2 separate regions of the Ovis aries genome follow, and region 2 is linked to region 1. A link is a contact called in public Hi-C data. All regions are on one chromosome and are shown on one strand. The core of a region is the stretch at or near the end of the contact, and the rest is flanking DNA. Distances in the headings are between cores, read along the strand shown. Region 1 overlaps LGALS3BP (galectin 3 binding protein). Region 2 overlaps DNAH17 (dynein axonemal heavy chain 17).

Evidence for each region. A called contact is a pair of places that touch in the nucleus more often than the background predicts.
Region 2: a Hi-C map of tail adipose tissue shows a contact between it and region 1, with 5 times the contacts expected there. The contact joins two enhancer-like sites. A contact is called at or near these places in 5 of 16 Hi-C or Micro-C datasets (hypothalamus, liver, muscle and 2 more).

What each region holds. Positions count from the first base shown.
Region 1 is chr11:52,760,900-52,765,793 of ARS-UI_Ramb_v3.0, reverse strand. LGALS3BP (galectin 3 binding protein) reads right to left here. Exons shown (of 5, transcript XM_060395828.1): 3 at 4,748-4,879; 4 at 3,390-3,642; 5 at 1-1,344. The coding sequence ends at 312. Among named protein-coding and RNA genes, the nearest start is that of LGALS3BP, 7.3 kb to the right of the region's middle. Within about 2 kb of position 2,548, at least 11 of the 54 cell types and tissues checked have an H3K27ac peak or open chromatin away from gene starts, as enhancers often do.
Region 2 is chr11:53,072,511-53,077,404 of ARS-UI_Ramb_v3.0, reverse strand. It overlaps DNAH17 (dynein axonemal heavy chain 17), which reads right to left. Exons shown (of 62, transcript XM_027974201.2): 17 at 4,213-4,369; 18 at 3,184-3,288; 19 at 1,485-1,642; 20 at 713-851; 21 at 333-560. Among named protein-coding and RNA genes, the nearest start is that of DNAH17, 18 kb to the right of the region's middle. Within about 2 kb of position 2,899, at least 2 of the 54 cell types and tissues checked have an H3K27ac peak or open chromatin away from gene starts, as enhancers often do.

The sequences.
Region 1 (4,894 bases), core at 1,299-3,798:
CTCCTCTGTCCATGGGATTCTCCAGGCAAGAATACTGGAGTGGGTTGCTATTCCCTTCTCCAGGGGATCCTCCCAACACAGGGGTTGAACCCAGGTCTCCTACATTGTGGGCAGATTCTTTACCATCTGAGCCACCAGGGAAGTCTGCAGTAGCTGAAGTCTTCCAGTAATTTCCGTAAGCTCAGAGAGATCAAGGGAAGCAGGGGGGCCACCTGGTGGCCGGTGGTTGGAGGTGGCTGCAGAGAGGATGTGGAGGGGAGGAAGGTGCCCAGCCTCTGGGCTCCTGCCCACCCCGACCTCCAGCCTCGAGTCTAGTCCATGCCCGTGGAGTTGGTCAGGTAGAAGGGACGGATGACGACTTGGAACCTGCTGAAGAGCCCTGCCGGGCAGGGGAAGAGGGAAGTGCTCCTGGAGCTGTTGGTACCCAGGGCACTGGGGATCAGGGCCTTCCAGCCCTTGAAGTCGATGACGTCTGCCACAAAGCTCCCCTCACAGTGCAGCAGGGCCCGGTTTTCATAGCCAATGGTGGGACTGGAGTAGCTGGACTTGGAGAGAGCCAGGAGTGGGGGGTCATCGGAGGAGCACGAGAACCCGTAGTTCCAGCAGCTCTGGAGGGTGGGGAGGTAGACTAAAGACCAGGAGACGGAACTGGCCTGGAAGAGGAAGCTGGGGTGCTGGGGCGTCTGGAAGGACCGGTAGGGGTTGTAACTGGAGCTCATCACAGACTCGCTCCAGGTGGGCGAGGTATAAAGCCGGGGCTGGTAGGCGTCCTCGGTGAGGTTCAGGCCCCAGTACTGAGCCAGCAGCTCGAAGGGCACGGTGTGGAACTCCAGGGCCTGTAGTATCTTCTTCTGGAGGAGCGCCTCGTGACTCCAGTACAGGGACAGGTTAAACTGCAGCGAGAAGAGGTCCCGGGGTGGCATCATGGGGAACCGCACCTTCTCCACCAAGCCCTCCACTTCCTTGTGGGAGGTGCTCCTCTCCCGGCTCCACTCGTCCACAGCCCGCAGCAGGACCAGCTCGCTGGGCACCACTAGTTCGGTCCTGGAGAGCAGGTCTTGGAGCAGGCCCGGGGGGACGCTCAGCCAGGCCTCGGCCTGCGTCAGGGCCCCGAAGTTCCAGGCCAGGAACTGCACGCAGATCTCCTCCAGCACGGGGTCCCGGGTGGCCAGGGCGTAGGCGTAGAGCTCCAGGGGTGTCCGGAAAGAGGGGTCCTGGGGGATGAGGATGGCAAAGAGGTGCCCGCAGTAGCTCTGCAGCTGCTCGGCCTGGTAGGCAGAGGCGAGCTTGTGCAAACACTTCACTGACGACAGAGACACATCGATCCTCCGGGAGTAGAGGTACCTGAGGGGAGACGAGGGCTGACGCCTGGCTACACCCCTTCTCCCGAAGGACGACAGGTGTGCCCCGGTGCAGGTGTCTGGCTGACTGCTGATCCCCGGGGTGCCAGCTATTTCAGGGGGCATTTGGAGCCCCCTGACTTATCTCCTGAGTCAACCCCCATTCCAAGCTATGTGGGCCGAGAGCCAAGTGCATAGGCAGCTGGGCGGACCCCAGACACCCTGAGGATGTTGCTTCGTCCTCACTGATGGGGACGGTCCCGCCACCTCCTCCATCATCACCGTCATCTTCATGGGCTGGGCCCCGACACCAGGACCCGCTGGCCATCCGGGGCTCTGCCCTTCCCTCTCCCCTGTCACACCCCTGGGCAGAACTCTTGATTTCCCCACTGGGTGCCCATGGGTGCCCCTCTGCCCCAGCACCTGTCTGGTGCCCCCATGACATGGGCATCATCATGGGTCACCTCCTGTCTGCCATCCCTGCCAGCTGTGAGCCCTGTGGGTGGCACCCAGTCTATGCCACCCACCGTGTAACTCAGTGTGCCACCAGGAGGCACTTTGCTCATGAAGACACGTGTGGAGGGAGCCTGCTGGGAGGGGAAACGCCAGGCAATGGCCCCTGCCGTCTCCTGGGAGATGGTGAATGGGGCCCTGCTTTGGAAAGAACCAAACTCTGTCCACCACTTCTCTCGAATGACGAGCCTTCCAGGGAGCCTCAGACTTGCTGGCTTCCCCATCACTTGAACACGGAGCCTCGGGTGCCCAGAAAGGAGCCGGGACCCCACAGAGTCCAGTGGCAGCAGCAAGGGTGGGCCGGTCCTCGTCCCACCTGCCGCTCTGCCCTGATGTGCTCAGTACATCCTGTGATTCTGTTGCTGAATGTGAACTCGAGAACCAAAATGGTCATCTGCACCACGTGGGGGCTGCCGGGCAGAGGGAAGGGGAGTGGGGGGTGGTGTAGGCAGTGAACCAGGGTCTCCAGAGACCCTCTAGGGCCTGGGTGGGGCTCATTGCTGCCTCTCTGCCTTAGAGGAGGGAGAGAGACAGAGAGAGAGGGAGGGAGCGAGAGACACAAAGATACAGGGCAACAGGAAGATAGAGATGGAGTGAGAGGCAGAAGGAGACAGGAAGGCAGAGAGAGACAGAGAGAGCAAGCTGGAGCACATGGCTAGACAGTCCAGAGAACCGCTGACTCTGACCGAGGGCGGTGACTGCCGAGAGGCTGGGACCAGGCACAGACGCATCACAGACCTCAGCCCTGCTGGGAGGGGCGCAGGACAGCGGCCAAGCTCTCATCCTCGGCTGAAAAGACGCCATTTAATCTTTTTAAACTGCCATTTGCTGTTTCCTCTTAAATGTCACTTTCGGCTAGCTACAACTTTGGGTCATGAGAGGGAACAGCTTTTCATACACTTGGTTCTCTCTTTAAGTTGATGCTCCCAGAACGCCAGTCCCTGGAAAGCCCGCCCGATGTGGTGACATAGAGACCCCCCAGCAGGATGGTCTGCAGGGGAAGGGGCCTCGGGGGCCACTCTCAACTGGGAGATGGGCTCCCAGCGTGGATGGCCCGCTGGTTAGACTGCCGCCTGGACGGTGCCACCTGGGAATTTTCTCCCCACTTTCTTCCGGCAGCAGACTTGGATTCCTGTTTCTTTAAAAAAAACTTTTGCAGGAGCAGATCAGTGAGGTGAAAAGAGGAAGAATGACTTTGATAGTTTTTTTGGGTGCTTATGACACCCGAGAGACAGGTGTGGTGTGCGTGTGTGTGTGTGTGTGTACGTGTGAGGGCTGACCCATTTCTCACAGTCCCTGTGGAAAGAATACATAAGAATGTGTGTGCAAAGGTGAGGACGTGTGGCTGTGAAAGTGAGTGTGCACACGTGTGGGTGTGTGAGCATGTGTGCGCACAAGTGAGAGAGCACGTATGTGGTTGCCCTCGCGTGTGTTCAGGTGAGCACAGCTGCGGTTGGTGTCGCGTCCCTCGTCCCTGGGGTTTTCCTTTGGCAGGGACGCTGCCCGGTCCCTGGGCCCGGCCCCGAGGCCACTCACCTGATGAAGTCCTTAACGGTGGGCACACACTCAGCATCCACCTCCATGGTGACCCTACTGCCCGGCTCCTTCCACAGGCCATGGGCCTCGGGGTTGGTGGACAGGATCAGCTTGTGGGCGCAGATGGCCAGCTCGTCCTCCTCACGCACCTTCACCCTGATGAACAGGTCACAGCCCTTCTGGCTCTCAAAGATCTGCTCTAGAGCCGCGGGGAGCTCGCCGGATAGGTCGAGGGTGTAGACACCTCTGGTTTCTATGGAGGGGGATGCATGTTAGGAGGGGCCCCGGCACTCGCTTCCTCTGTGACCCGAAAACACAGAGTTTTGCTCCCCGGAGTCAGATTCTTCCCTTAAACTGTGGATCCTGCCTTATCAGCTCAGAAAGGCTTCTGGGGAGATGAGGAAAGAACAGCCCTGGAACACAGGGTGCCGTCGCCCCCCGTGGCCCAGAGCCCCACCCCGTCAAACACCCCTATGTTGTAGCTCACCTGCCCCCCCAACATTCAGATGGCACATCTTGGGGGGATCTGGAGGGGCTGACTTCCAGAACTTGGGGTCCTATCCCAATCAGTCAGTCAATCAATCACCCAGATGTGACTGTCTAAAACCTGAACCTCCTGCCTCGTCTGGTCTGAAGAGTGTCCCACGGCAATGTGGTTTAGAGCTCTGGGGTCCTTGGCAGCCTCCTACAAGGGACTGAGGCCTAGAGAAGCTCCTGGAAGTTCCCAGCCTGGTTTGGAGGTGATGCACCCCCTTTCCCAGCAGAAACAGAAGGCTGCCGATTCAAGGGGTGAGCCTGCAGTGTGCAGACGTGGGGTGCACAGGCACCTCGCTTCGCTGTGCGTTGCCATGTTTCTCAGAAACTGAAGGGTGCGACAGTGTCTTGCTATTTTTCTTCTGATGACATTTGCTCACTTTGCGTCTCTGCGTCATGGTTTGGCAATTCTCAGTGATATTCGATGTTACTATTGCAAAAGGATTATGACTTGCTGAAGGCTCGGAGGGTAGTTAGCAATTTTCAGCACTCAAGTACTGGGTTCTTTTGGCTGTAACTCATGGCATGCAGGATCCTAGTTCCCTGACCGGGACTTCCCTGCTGGTACTGAGATTATGACTCCACACTTCCAGCGCAGAGGACATGGGTTCAATTCCCTGTGCCCGGTGACAACTGCTTCCTGTCTCAGGGGGATTCTTTACTGTGGTAGGAACTGCGGGCTTTCCTGTCCCTCCTGGAGAGTGGGCATCACCTGCGAACCTTCGCGTAGGGAGGCATATGATTCACGTGGAGCCGGGGAGCCGGCCTGACCACCGTCCCTGGGATCCAGGCCTCGGGCCTCTGGGGCCCAGGATGGGGCTCACCGTTGGTGCAGATTACGCTGGCGTCCTCATCGTGTCTGCAGTTGCTCCGCATCCAGCCCAGGGATGAGCAGTTGGCCAGCGAGGGCTCTGTCCCCGTGCACCTCACCTCGTCCAGCATGATAGGGCCGTGTCCTGGAAGCACAGCAA
Region 2 (4,894 bases), core at 1,650-4,149, 310 kb before region 1:
GAGATCAGAAGGGAACAGCGGCCCTGCCCGTGTGGGTGTCCAGGTGCTCGGCCGTGGGTGCTACCGAGACCCCATGCGGGGGATGGGTTTGTCCGAAGCCCCTTCTGCTTCTTCTTCTGACCCTCCAGTATTGAGAAAGGGGCTGGAGAGGCAGTCTGTGGCCTCAGGACATTGCTCAGGGCAGAGGGAGACACGCACGTGTGGCCATTGCCTGCTGGCAGAGACAGCCATCATCCCTGTGTGGTACCTGCCACTTAGGTGGTGGAAAGTGATGGTGGAAAGTGAGGTCCTCGGCAGCAAGGAGGCGCTGGTGGGACCCCAGCCATACCCACCTTCTCAAAATTCAGGTCCCGTTTCCGAGGCACATCCAGGGCGGGGAAGAGGTCCCCGATGAGCCCCATGAACACGGGCAGGTCGTCGGTGACGATCTTGGGGATGTTGAAGTCCCTGAGTGCCCTCATCAGCACTTGGTCCTCTGCCCGGCTGGGGTCACCCCTCTTCAGGGAGCCGGCCACCACCAGCACAGACTTGATGGCTCGCAGGCCCCAGTCATAGTGATCCTGCGGGTGGGTGGGCAGGCATGAGCGTGCCTCCTGACGTGCCGGGACCGAGGCTGGGGAGCTTCGCCAGGCCATCTGGGAGGCAGCCCAGGCTGCCTGCATTTGTCATCCCTCCCGCCCCCGGCACCGTGGGCCCCCGGACAGTCACACACCTGCTTTGACAGCAGCTCTTTGCACAAGGTGTAGAGTGTGATGAACTTCCTGGCCAGAAGGCGGGCCTCCAGAAAGCCCTCGGCCACCAGCATGATCTCACATATCAGTTCAAAGTCGGGGACCACCATGGCGCAGGGCCTGAGGGGTGCAGGGGGTCTGTCTTGGCTTCTCCCATCCTCCACCCCTGCCCCCACCTGCCCCTCAGGACCTCACCTTCCAGGAGGACCACAGCCTTACTGGCAGAGATTCTAGGTGCAGAGCAGCTTCCCAGACCCCCTCCCCTCCACTTGGCTCCCCTCACATCTTTACTGGTGCTCCCTTGCTCTGCACAGGGGTGTCTCCGGGCCCTGCCCCCTTTACTCAACTCCTCTGAGAGTCACCTGAGCCCTGTCTCTGCCCATCACCTTGTACCAATCGGCTGTGTGCATGCTCACTCTCTCAGTCGTGTCTGACTCTTTGTGACCCCATGGACTGTAGCCCATCAGACTCCTAAGTCCATAGGATTTCCCAGGCAAGAGTACTGGAGTGGGCTGCCATTTCCTTCTCCAGGGGATCTTCCCGACCCGTGGGCAGGTGATGCCTAAAACGGGACCTTCCTCTCCACCCCTTGGGAATCAGAGAGTGGGAAGACACCGTCTGCTCCTTACAGAGGTCCTGGCCAGCTAGCCCCTCTCACCCCGGCCTTGTTTCCCATCCCCGCCTCCCCAAGCCCCCTCTGGGTTGACCCAGCCCTCCACAGCCGCTCTCCTGGGCCTTGCCCCCGCCGCACACCTGAACAAGGCCTTTAAGTTCTCCGGCAGCTCCGTGCGCCCAGCATACCCCGGGTTCATGGTGATGAAGATGCCGACAGTGGGGATGAGACTTATCATTTCTCCCAGGAAATTAAACGTTTTCTTTTTGGCCCGAATCGCATCTTGGACACATTTTACCTAAAGGGTTGGTACATAGATGGGTTCATGCGGGAACAGCTAACTTCGATGGGCTGGACGGAGCTTCCTTTGCGCTAAGGCATGTGAGTGGCTGTGGATTTGCAGCTTTGGATTTTAAACTTCGATACAATTGTAGATTCACGTGCAGTTTTAAGAACAGAGAGGGGATCCCGTGGGTCCCTCCCCAGCGCCCCCCAGTGGTGACCGCGTTACAACATCACCACCAGGACAGCAACGTGGAGATGACCGACATTTCTGTGACCTCAGATGTAGTCGCCCTTGACAGCCACCCCCACCGCTCTGCCACCACAACCCCCGACTCCCTGCAACCGCTCATCTGCTCCCGTTTCTGTAAGGCTGTCTTCCATTAACCTTAGTAAGTAGGATGGTACAGTTTGCCATCTCAGACGGGCTTTGGTCACTCAGAGAGACGCCCTGGGGGTTCCTCCAGGTCGAGGCTAATCCTCGTTATGTGACGTTCCGCCCCTTAGCCGTTTTGTGTGTCTGTTCCTGCTCCGGCCGTGACCCGTGGGCGGGCTGATTGGTAGCCATCCCCACATCAGATACTCAGCATCGGGTGAAATCTTATTTCTGGGACCATTAGCTGCCTTTGACCCTTGGTGCCCGCTGAGCAGCTGCAAACCTCCAAGCCACCACTGGAGGGCGCCCTGTACCCACGGTTAAGACCCACTCCGAGTCTGGGGCTCCCAAGCAAAGCCCAGGACTTTCCTGCCAGACCGGTGTGCGGTGGTGTGTGCGGCTCACACCCCAACAGGGCGGGGCCTGGAGGTGGGACCCCGCCCCCCCAAACCACCACGTGGAGCCTCTCCTGATGTTCCATTCCAGTTCTTGCTCCTCTACTTCAGTTCAGAGCTCCGCATAATTTTCCTGGGGTCTGTGCACTGACTTTGGGGGTTGGGGGTCCCCAAGGCAGCGGTCAGCACTGCCAGAGAGTCCAGGGGGCACTGACTGCCCCCATCTTCCCTTTGCCTTGCTGGCCTCTGGTCCCAGGGCTTGGGGATAGTTCTATGTCTACATCAAGAGGGAAACAGCAGTGAAGGAGGCCAGCTACCCACACTCACCCCTAATCCTGCCAGCAAACCCATTCTATGGATTAGACAATGGAGTCATGGAGAGTTTAAATAGAGCCCAGAACTAGGCAGTCCTGCACTCCATCATGGGTATTCCCCAAATACCTGGGCACACTTCCTTTCTCCCAGCACTCTTATCTAATTGACAAGCTCCTATGCACACTTCAATGCCCAGCTCCACTGCGAACTGAAACAAAGCCGTCTGTCCTGGACCCTGGGCAAAACTGACTGTCCCCTCATCCGTATTCGGCGACAAGTGTGCCGCCGTGTCTGACCCTTCTGTGCGCCCCACCAGACTGTGGGCCTCCGAAGGACAAGGCTGGGGTCCCGCCCACCTCTGTGCCACAGCCGCACTCAGGCTGACCTGACCATACTGGGAACCTGACGAGCCCCGACGCGGGAGGGCAGCGAGTTCCCAAAGGTGACCCCGAGGTTGCACGGGGGCCCTACCTGTACAGCGATCACGGACAAGACCTCCACGGAGATCCGATTAAACTCGTCGAAGCAGCCCCAGGCTCCGGTCTGGGCCAGGCCCTTGTAGATATTTCCGCAGGACTAGAAAAGGTGACAGGGAGAAGTGAGCAGTGGAGAGTCCTGCCAGGAGCCTCCACTTGCCCTGTCAGCTCCTGCCCAGGCTGGGGGTCAGGCTCGGGAGCTTTGGGGCCCCTGGGAGGCTAGAGGCAGGTCGTCTACTCCCTGGAGGAGTCAACACTACATGGGGCTGGGTGCCAGGAAGAGCCCAGATCCTCCCTGAGCTGAGGGCTTTGCCTGGACTCAGATAAGGCCGTACGTGTAAAATTCACCCTGGCATTTTCCACTAGCACACAAGGAAGGGGCCTTCCCTCTAAGGTGGAGGAGACGGACTCAGGCCCTTGAAGGATAGACGGGGTGATTCTTCAGTGTTCATACACAAGATTCCTTCTAGGAGGATCCAACTTCAGATTTCACTTCTCTAAAACCCAGGAGGTTGGTGTGGGCCATGGCCTTGACAGTCAGGGGACTGCTGTCCCCACCCTCAGCCTCAAGATGGGGTCTCCTGGACTCTGGGGATCCCATGGGGTTGGGGCAGGGAGGCCCCAGGGGGCCACGCTCATGACCTCAGTGCCCCCAACCCTTCCCACCAGAGGCTGCTTTGACCTGACCTCCACGGTCTTCTTTCCTGGGCCCTTTAAGAACTGTGGCTGTGCCGCAAAGCCTCTGGGCCACCCCCTACCCCCTGCCCCCTTGAAGGCTCTCACTCTCTCTGGTGCTCCCAGTTGCTGGGACAAGCTTGGGATGTAGGTTGGGAAGGGTTGCCTCCCCAGTGGGGGAGGATGTTTGCAGGTGGGTCTTGTCCACCCTGGGATCCTCTACCAGACACATTGGTCATGCCCAAGAGGCCAGCCAGCAGTGCCACCCGCCCAGCGGTCACTTGGGGATTGTTGGCTGCGGCCTCCTGGGGGAGGGGACTCCAGGGTCCCCTGGACGTGGGGTGTCTACCTTGTAGTCCATCTGCTCAGAGCAGTTGAAGACGTAGACCATGGTGCCCAGGGCTCTGCCCAGGTCCTTGGTCGTCTCGGTCTTGCCGGTCCCAGCGGGGCCAGCAGGAGCTCCGCCCATGATCAGATGGAGGGACTGGGTCAAGGTTATGTAGCATCTGTAAGGGATGTTCAATCAGCCTGTGGGTGGCAACCCCAGGGCTGCCCGCTTTCTTTTACCGTGGGTCGGTGATGGCCCCTGAGCCCCAAGGTGGCACCAAAGAGGGCTCAAAGGGGCCAAGGAGGACTTGAGATGTCACCAAGGGGCGAACGCTGTCCTGCTGGAGCAGACGCTACGTGAGGCCCGAACCAGCCTCGGCACTGGGGGGTTGGGGGGGACGTTACGGTGCCCACCCAACGCAACAGCCGCAACACAGGCGCTGAGGACCTGGTGCCCGCCCAACGCAACAGCCGCAACACAGGCGCTGAGGACCTGGTCTGAGTGCTTTTTGGTGTTATATGATTCACTTGACCCTCGACAAGCTGCTGCGGATTTATAAAACATCGTCCCCATTTTACAGGCCCTCAGAAAGGCTAAGCAACACCCCTAAGGCCACACAGCCAGGGTCAGAATGAGGGAACAAGGTCTCGGCTCCAAGGCTGGGTGCCTGAAAGAAGGCAGAACTGAACCTGAACGCAGGTCC